2 separate regions of the Danio rerio genome follow, and region 1 is linked to region 2. A link is a contact called in public Micro-C data. All regions are on one chromosome and are shown on one strand. The core of a region is the stretch at or near the end of the contact, and the rest is flanking DNA. Distances in the headings are between cores, read along the strand shown. Region 1 holds the start of aplp2 (amyloid beta (A4) precursor-like protein 2). Region 2 overlaps aplp2 (amyloid beta (A4) precursor-like protein 2).

Region 1 (4,595 bases), core at 1,699-4,198, 160 kb after region 2:
TATATTTTCCCAACAACAAAATTGTGGCTAGTGAAAATGGCAAGTGGCTAGTAATGTTGCAAAACAACTAGCCACAGTGGCTGGTAATCAAAAAAGTTAATGTCAAGCCCTGATTTCATAGTATTACAAATTTTACGCAGGTTGTTGATCACAACAACATTTTAGCCAGAGAGCCATTGAGAATAGAGGGAAAAATGCTTATAGTTGAGCCTGAATGTGTCATGGTTATATAACGTATGACTACAACAAAATAAAAATGTGACATATCAAACAGCTGAGGAAACTAAATAAAAGCCAAATCCGAGCTTCCATCGGCTTCAGAGATCTAACAGCAAAGCATCAACAACACAGACAAAAAGCCCAGTGTGATTTTAACACATTCCCTTTGTCTCCTGCAAACCACAACAACAGCACCTGGTAAAAGCGAAGGAGTAATTCCCATCCCCAGCTACATGGGAGGGAGAAACTGAAGGTTTCGATAGATGCAGCTGTCCTGTGTTCGGTTAGCAAGAACAGCTCGGGGCTGCGCAGAACCTCTGCAGAACTTTCCGGGTTATAAATCAGATCTGAGGTCAACAACACTCCAGCAGAAAAGCACACACCTCTCTCCCCGAAAATAACCGCATGCTTGAGGAGATATCAGGTAAACAATCGAGGATACAAGGAGTCAAATGTTTAAGAAGGAAAAAAGAGAAATACAATAGGGTCATAATATTGATCCGCAGGTAAAATGAATCTCAGATTCTCTACAGTAATGCTGATGCTTGCATATATCCAGAAGCGTCGCTGCAACACTCTAAATGCATCAATTAGAACAGAGAGATTTCATTATTTATTTCGCTGCCATTAGTTCTGGCATCGAAAAGAATCGTTTCATAATTGGTTATATCATGCCTGCAGGCTCAGCTCTCATTGGAACAGCATGCCATCGGAGGGGACTATGGGCACACACACATACATACAATATAAATAAATAAAATAAAAGAGCAAAAATGCCTCCAGGAGAAGGGCAGCTGCGATTAGGTTTAAAGCAAACACACAGAGTCAATCTAGGAAAGGTGTGAGAGCTTCTTCGTAAGTTTGACTTCCTTTAACACACCACAAGAATTCATGCGCATATTTTGGTTACTGTATAATCAACTGACACGTTTCACAACACTTGACGGTGCTGCTGTCTGAGAGATTTAAACTCAGGTTTTAAAGTGATAGTTCAACCATTAATGTAAATTGTGATTATTTAGTGACTATTTTCTTACTACTGTTGAACAAAAGTGAATATATCGTAAAGAAAGGTGGAAATTTATATCTATTGGCATGCTTTTTTCTACTATAGAAGTCAATGGGTACAGGTTTCCAGCTTACCTTAAAATACAGTGCTCAGCATATATAAGATCACCCCTCACAAATCTATCTTTTAAATTCATATTTTAATAGAAAGCTACAAACTTATATTTGTGCATATCCATTCGATCAGAATCTGAAACCAAATCTGGAGATAAATAACTTATGATAAAAGTCCAAAAACCAGTACACCCATGTTTCTATGTTATAGAAACATATTAAATACAAATTTAAAAATGAAGAATAATCAAGAGAAGCAAAATATTAGAAGAATGTAATTGAATTAGGTTGTAATCTATTTTTGCAATATTTTGCTTGAATTTAACAGTATTATCTTTCAATTTCTAGATATGATTGAAGACTAAAATATCATTTTATTAAATATACAGTTTAATAAAATCTGTTTTGTTTAAATGCACCAAAATACATTGCCTATATTCACTGAGAAATTGATAAAAAAAAATGGCTGAGCACTGTATCTTCATTTATGCTCATCAGAAGAAAGTAAATCAAACTGTTTTGGAACAAGTGGAGTTGTAAATAATGATGGAATTTTCATTTTGGGGTGAACTATCCCTTGAACAAGTCTTTTTTTACACCTAAAGCTTGTCATGCAAAAGGAAGATTACATAAATCACCTAAAATCAATTGTTGATGAATATGTATAATGATAGTCTGACCGATACAATATTTTTCTTAAATTTATTTTTTCTGTCCATTTTACTTACCTAAACTACAAAAACCATATCATGCTACAAATATAAAGTCATGAAAGAGGCGTTAGGGAAAAGTGTGTGATGGTTTCTAGTTTAAGAACACAACTATAATCTATACCTAATCCATAATTATATCTATATATATATATCTACCTATAGATAGATAGATAGATAGATAGATAGATAGATAGATAGATAGATAGATAGATAGATAGATAGATAGATAGATAGATAGAATTCTAAATATTCCAACAACATAATAGATTACATTAAGTTTACAATAATAATAAAGAAAACAAACCTACAGTAATAAATAAACGTTTACATATTGTCTATGGATGAACTCAGACACATTATCTAAGAGAATTAACAGTAACTTGATGTCGATTGAGGTTTAGCTTCCCAATACAGATATAAATAGTAAAGTGAAAATATAAAGGCAGAATGACAGTTATTTAATATTTTACATCAAAATATTTTAGTTTCTGTTTTGTCAACCGGTCTTAATAGCCATAACATGGGACGTGAGCACTTTAAATTATGTTTATTGGACTAATGATTTTAAATAGACATTATTTAAGAACCAGGAATTTTAAATAAAAACACATTAAGGAAGAGAATCGCGTGTGTAAACAAAATAGCCCAAGCTTGAAACCGAGGGTGAAATATCAGTGCGCACATACCTCAATGTATCCGGCTAGACTCGGAACAGCGATCGCCAGAATAAGCACAGATACGGCGGGGACTGAACCCATCTTCCACGGTCACTCTCTGCTGGGATTTGTGCTGAAAATATCCCGCTGTGGACTGATTTTCGAGGCTATGAAACGGAGAAGAGCTCAGTAAACGGTCCTCGGGCGGTTGTAGTGTGCGTCTCTCTTTGCTTGTGTTTTCCTCACTGTGCGTTGATCCAGCTTTCAGCGCGCGTGGAATGTTGCGCGTGTCCGACAAACTGCCGCTGCACGGGATCGAGCGCTAAAACATGAACAAGCGCGCCACCGGCCGACTGAACAAGGGACCGACCGGAAATGAGGTCATTAATCTGTCGCTGCTGCTTTTTTCGTTGGGTGTGAGTCTGTTACGAAATGGGTAGATAATTGGCGTCAACATGTTTCCATCATCAAGACTTTGGGGTTATAGTGAAGTTTATAATTATTTGGTTATGGTGATGTTATAAAAAGAAAAAAAATCTAAGAAATAGTATTTACTTTGTTTACAGTTTTCAGTTTACAGATACTTTGTAAGAAATCAAACTAATTTATTTTTTGTTTCTACATAATTTTGTTCAAATTCCTCTTTCTTTGTCAAACTAACAATAAAACCTACTTTAAAAAATAATTACTAGCTTTCTATTATATTTTTTCTTATTATTCAACCTCCTTTAGGTGTTAAACTCACTGTTTTCACCTTGTCGCACACCCTTGTCGAGTTTTAAATTTCAACAATGAAAACAACATTTTAAAAGATTATTTATCTGGTATCTGTTAATGTTTCTTTTTTTTGTAAACAATTGTTTTTATTATTTCAGTTTTTGTTTAATATAGAGAGCAGACAGCATTTGACCATATCATAAAACAACACGAATCCCGCCCCCCACCCAGGTAGACTTGTTATATATTGACAGAAGTTAAAAGCTTGCTGTGTTATAATAAAAATAAATAAGTTAATTAATAAAAAAATAAAGAATAATGTAAAGCCAAATACAGAGTAGAAGTTAAGTACAAATAAATAACTATTACATCATGAGTAATCATGAGCCTACATATAGACCATGAACAGAAAAGCTGTACATTAGAAGGAAGAAACAAAGGATTTTAGTATCTTTTAATGTGTCTTAATGAAGCATTAGTAAAATAATTTAAATATTTTAATAGTTATTAATGTGAGACTATTATCAATATTATTTTTTTATTCAAAATATTACAGTCGCACAGTATCAGTGTCATTTCCACCACAACACTGTAATGTCGCTTTTAAAAGTTTGTGTGAAAGATTATTTAACTGGTTTCTATGACAATGAATAATGGCATCTGAGACCATGTTCAAGATGGAGGGAATTGAAATTTTTATTAACAACACTTGAAGAAAAATCAAGGTAAGTATTGCTTGATAAGGAAATACATTTATTCCACGTCATTTCCGAACATCTACAGGTGAATCATGTAAAATCAGTCCACATCATCTTTTTTCTGCTTGCTGTTATAACACAATGCACCGTCTGCTTCCCCATCACTCCGCATTCACACAATCCAATAGTCAATAAATATGACAGAGAAGCTTTAAATGTCATCTGCTGTGTGTGTGGGTGTGCATCTTGTATTCCTCATGTTGTGGGGAAATTTGGTCTGCACAATGTGAGGAAGAGGTACAAACACACTGCGGTCAGTGAAGCGATACAAGTTAATTTTAACCTTGTGGGGACATTACTTTGGTTCATAAAAGTATTTTAAAAATGTGAAAAGGTTGTTTCCTGTGAGGGTTGAGTTTAGGGGTTGGAGTGGGAACAGATTATATAAAAATCCCTACTGTATATCTATG
Region 2 (4,465 bases), core at 33-2,532:
CACTTTTCTAAATGATCAACTAGAAGTCACGTTATTATTTGTGGCTCTTGCAACTGGAAATGACGACAAGACTTGTGTCAGGTAGTGTATATTATTGTAAACAGAAATCCTGTAAAAAAATATTAAATTAAAAGAGATTTGTAAGATGTGTACTCAAATATGCTGAGCACTGTATATAAACATATGCTGACGATTCTTTCAAATTTGAAATAAAAACAGAGAATTATTCTTCAGTATATTACAATTTATCAATATAACAAATGTTTTAGTGATTGAAAATCAGAGCAATTTCATCAAATATTGATTTCTTGAAATGAATATGACATCTAAAAGTATAACATCTCAACAAATATCAATTTATGCACAAAAAAAAGGACCAATTCTGAATATTATATTTGGAAGAAACGTCATCAGCAGTTTACAAAATAAAAACAAAAACTGTTTTATTCAAATATATAATTATAAATATATATATCCAGAGAATTTTAAGAGGTATTATTCGATATTTACGCAGCACCTGAAAATTTCACATAGCTATGTAATATCACTTCATCGCTGCAGCCATGGTACTACAGTTAAGTTCCTTGATAATTATAAGAGCATAGTTCCTATATCAGCATAGAAAATAGCAATATTTTATTTCCCATAAGTCTTAAAACATCATATAACGACAGAAAAGTCAAGCTTTAAAAAAGAAAATTATCAAAAAACTCATCATTTTTGAGCGAGATGCTAATGGTCTAATCCGATTCATTGACTTATGCTAAGCTAAGCTAAAAGTCGTCCCGCCAGACCTGGAAATCATCTGAATGGATTATTAAATGGTAAAAGTGAACTCTAACTATATGGACGTGTAAAATTTGCCTATTTAAAGGAAAAGTGGCGTCTTTAGTTAAGATCAAAATTGAGCTTTACCTTGAATGAATGTGTTGGGTGTGTATTGATCTGCTTTGTGAAGTGCTAAATGGACTGAATGTGCACAGACTGGCAATTTAGCACACAAATGTTAAGCGTTCAATCCCATTTGTGTGAGAATCTAATGATGACAAATGATCAACCGTGTCCGCTGACATGCCCATGCGATCGCATCAAAAACATGCACACGTGCTGTGGAAACGCGTGGAGAAACAATATAAGGCCATGAATGATGTAAAACTGTCATTTGCTCACAGAGAGTACAGAATACTCCGCAAATACATTTACAGGCCAGAATGGGAGACTGCAGTGTTTGACAGTACCATGTGTTGGGCACAGGAGGGCGCTGTACTTACCAGAGGATCAACACCATTCAAAATCACTTCTTTAACATCCAGAGTCTCATCAATCACCTGTCAACACAGACAGGGGCAGGCTCAGTTACTGAAGACTCAGTGTGTGTGTGTATGTGTGTGTGTGTGTGTGTGTGTGTGTGAGTAAGAGAATGTGGTGTGTGCAGTCTAAGGTAATGTCGAATAATATATATATATATATATATATATATATATATATATATATATATATATATATATATATATATATAAAAACCAAGATTTACAGGGACAAAATGTTAAAATGCTGAAGTAACACATTGTCTGTGGAGGTTGTGGTGCTGGTTTTGTTGTAATAAATGAGAATTAAATACTGTGAGCAAATCCAAGATAATTTAGACGGTCTGATGTGGTTATGATGTCCTTGTTAAATGACATGACTGGTTGCGTTTAGTGCAGAGCTACTGTAAACATTCATGTTCATTTAGTAATTTTGCCATCAAACACAAAAAGACCATTTTTGGAAAACATTCAAGTGAGAAGCAATCAGAGTAGAGTTAAAGAGATATTTCCACTCAAACAACACACTTCTTTACATAGTTTACTCACTTCTATAGAACACAAAAGAGGATTTTCTTTAAAATATCATTGCAACCGAGCCAATGGTTTCCCATTGACTTCCATTGTATTTGTGCCAATACGGTGAAAGTCAATAGAATCAAAAATGGCTCAGTTTCTGACAATCTTCAAAATATCTTGTTCCACAAAAAAGTCAGTCATACAGAGTTGGAACAAGATCAACGCAAATAAATAAGCATAAAATACATTTTTGTGTAGACTATTCCTTTTATATTGCTCATGGTGTGTTCACACTTGTACATTTTTTTGAGGTTCATTTGGTCAAGATAAAAAAAAGATACATTAGCACTGGTTGGACTGTTCACACTGGCATTTTTAACCATTAACCATTTTTAACCATTTTTAAACCATGTTTTAACCAAAACATGGTTTTAACCATTCAACTTTCTGGAGGATTTAGGTCCTGTTTACAACTGGTATTACAATAAGCAGGGCTCAAAATAGCGACCATTTTGGTCGCACATGCTCCCGAAATTTTATCTATGCGACCTCAAAATATATTTGGGAGCATTTGTGCGAATGCTTAAAATTGTTGTGTGCGACCAGTTTTTACTATAAAATGTTCACCACATGCGTGGATTTGGGAGACATTCACGCAGAATGCATCTTTGTACTTGAAACGCGAAACGCTGCGCTCAGGAATGGTTTAAATCAGTTGTCATGTCAACTTGCTGCAGTAAACAAAGCCAAGTCCGTAATGCTTGCCCCGCCTTTGCGCTCTTCTCATTGGCCCGCCACTGCTCTACTCAGTCAATGCCTTCTGGCTTGGGATGACAGAGAGAGCTACAACCGCGAAAAATTATAAAGCGCTGAAGATGAGAGTGAAGATAACACAGACAGATTTTGTTTTGGAAACCATGGCATCTAAAGTTACATATAATGACGCATCTTACTAGCGATCATGTGCTGAATGTTAATCCACCATCTACACTTTTCGAAAAGTGGATAAAAGACTTCCGTTGGCTTCAAGTACGCTATGAAAAGTCTGTGGGATGGAATTTTCAGGTAACTGTTTGCCACATCTAGCACGGGAGCTTCTGTTTAATCCTTCATATAATCGCCAGATGCTGTCTGCCGTGCAAAGGGCAGCTATATGTCAAATTTAACACCACGTACACCATCGCAAACGGGCTTGCACTGAGTAAACTAACATGGCTACTCATAAAAAGACCGGTATTGCTATAAACATAACGTATGCATATAATAAGGTACAGTATATGTCAAAAGCATCAGTGCAATATCAGACAGCACCCGTCAAAACAGCACAGTTATACCGTTAACAGATTCATTCATGTCAAGTGCGTGCAGGGCCGGTGAGCGCTCCGTGTATCATTTAGTCACTCAGTTATGTTATTAAAATCTATTTTCTTGTGATAACGGGATTTCGTTGAGACATATTTTCCTCACGCTTGCATATATATATATATATATATATATATATATATATATATATATATATATATATATATATATATATATATATATATATATATATATATATATATATTTGCTTGTTAGTTTGATTACTGTTGATTTCAAATGCAATAAATATGTTTGTATAAAACTTGTAATAACGGTGCTTATAATTGGTGGGTGTGACTAAATTTTGGCTGATGCGCCTACATTTTTAAAGTTAGGAGCACCGGTGCTACCAAGCAAAAAGGTTAATTTTGAGCCCTGCTGAGTTTTAGTCTATGCATCCCAATCTCACAAAACAAAAAATTACACAGTGATCACTCGAAGCAGAAGTGTAAAACAGCCTTAAGTGTGAACAGAATGCTGAAACTGAGAGAAAAATATACGTTTTTAAACAAAAACATATTAGTGTGGGCATGGCCTAAAGTCAACTGAGACGGTCCACTTGTAGGTTCATCAGAGTTCACATGACCGTCACACTAACTCCAATGAACCGCATTAGTTCCAATCAAACTAAACCTTTTATTAGCGAACACACCAGTAGATGATCATAAACCTCTGAAAGCTCCTCTATGTGATTTCATGAAGACAAACATGCACAAACACTGTACAAGGCAAACACACGAGTCACATTCTTCAGAGATCATGCACTGCTAGTATCCAGTACAGCTCATCGCAACCACCATTAGAGGGACACTGGAATGTGACTGGGAAATATGTGAAGATGGCATGCAGTGAATGCTGGGATATGCATGAGATGAGCCTGAAATAAACCAGATCTGTATTTCTGGAAGCAGATATTGCAAGGCAGCAAAAGAACTGCTTGGGTAAGGATGTTTTAGCTATCAAAGGCTTCAGCGGAGGATATAGATTTTTCTGATGTATAGACTAAAAGAAAATTTCTGGAAATTTATACTGAATTTACATTTGTGGCATTTCTGTTTGAAAGTCTTGTCAGTCTAATCTCTAAACATGGATCAGGATATCAACCAAATCGATTTAAAGGCTCTGTTCACACTTGTGCTTTTCTATAGCGACAAAAGACAGCTACTAACATTACAAGACATGTTGTTGCTGGACATACAGTACATGATTTAAATTTTGCAGTCTACAATTGAGGCTTTAGGTTCTAAAGCCTCAATTTTAGACTGCAAAATGGGTGA

Evidence for each region. Hi-C and Micro-C count contacts between places; a contact is called where the count stands out from the background.
Region 1: a Micro-C map of caudal fin shows a contact between it and region 2, with 2.8 times the contacts expected there. The contact joins the promoter of aplp2 here to the enhancer-like site in region 2. A contact is called at or near these places in 6 of 18 Hi-C or Micro-C datasets (caudal fin, embryo, hematopoietic stem cells and 2 more) and 2 of 4 datasets of contacts at active chromatin or transcription factors (caudal fin and gastrula embryo).

The regions. Positions count from the first base shown.
Region 1 is chr18:47,485,161-47,489,755 of GRCz12tu, forward strand. It overlaps aplp2 (amyloid beta (A4) precursor-like protein 2), which reads right to left and starts at 2,949. Exons shown (of 17, transcript NM_001123012.1): 1 at 2,741-2,949. The coding sequence starts at 2,812.
Region 2 is chr18:47,330,144-47,334,608 of GRCz12tu, forward strand. aplp2 (amyloid beta (A4) precursor-like protein 2) reads right to left here. Exons shown (of 17, transcript NM_001123012.1): 15 at 1,272-1,328. Among named protein-coding and RNA genes, the nearest start is that of prdm10, 11 kb to the left of the region's middle. Within about 2 kb of position 1,283, at least 3 of the 62 cell types and tissues checked have an H3K27ac peak or open chromatin away from gene starts, as enhancers often do.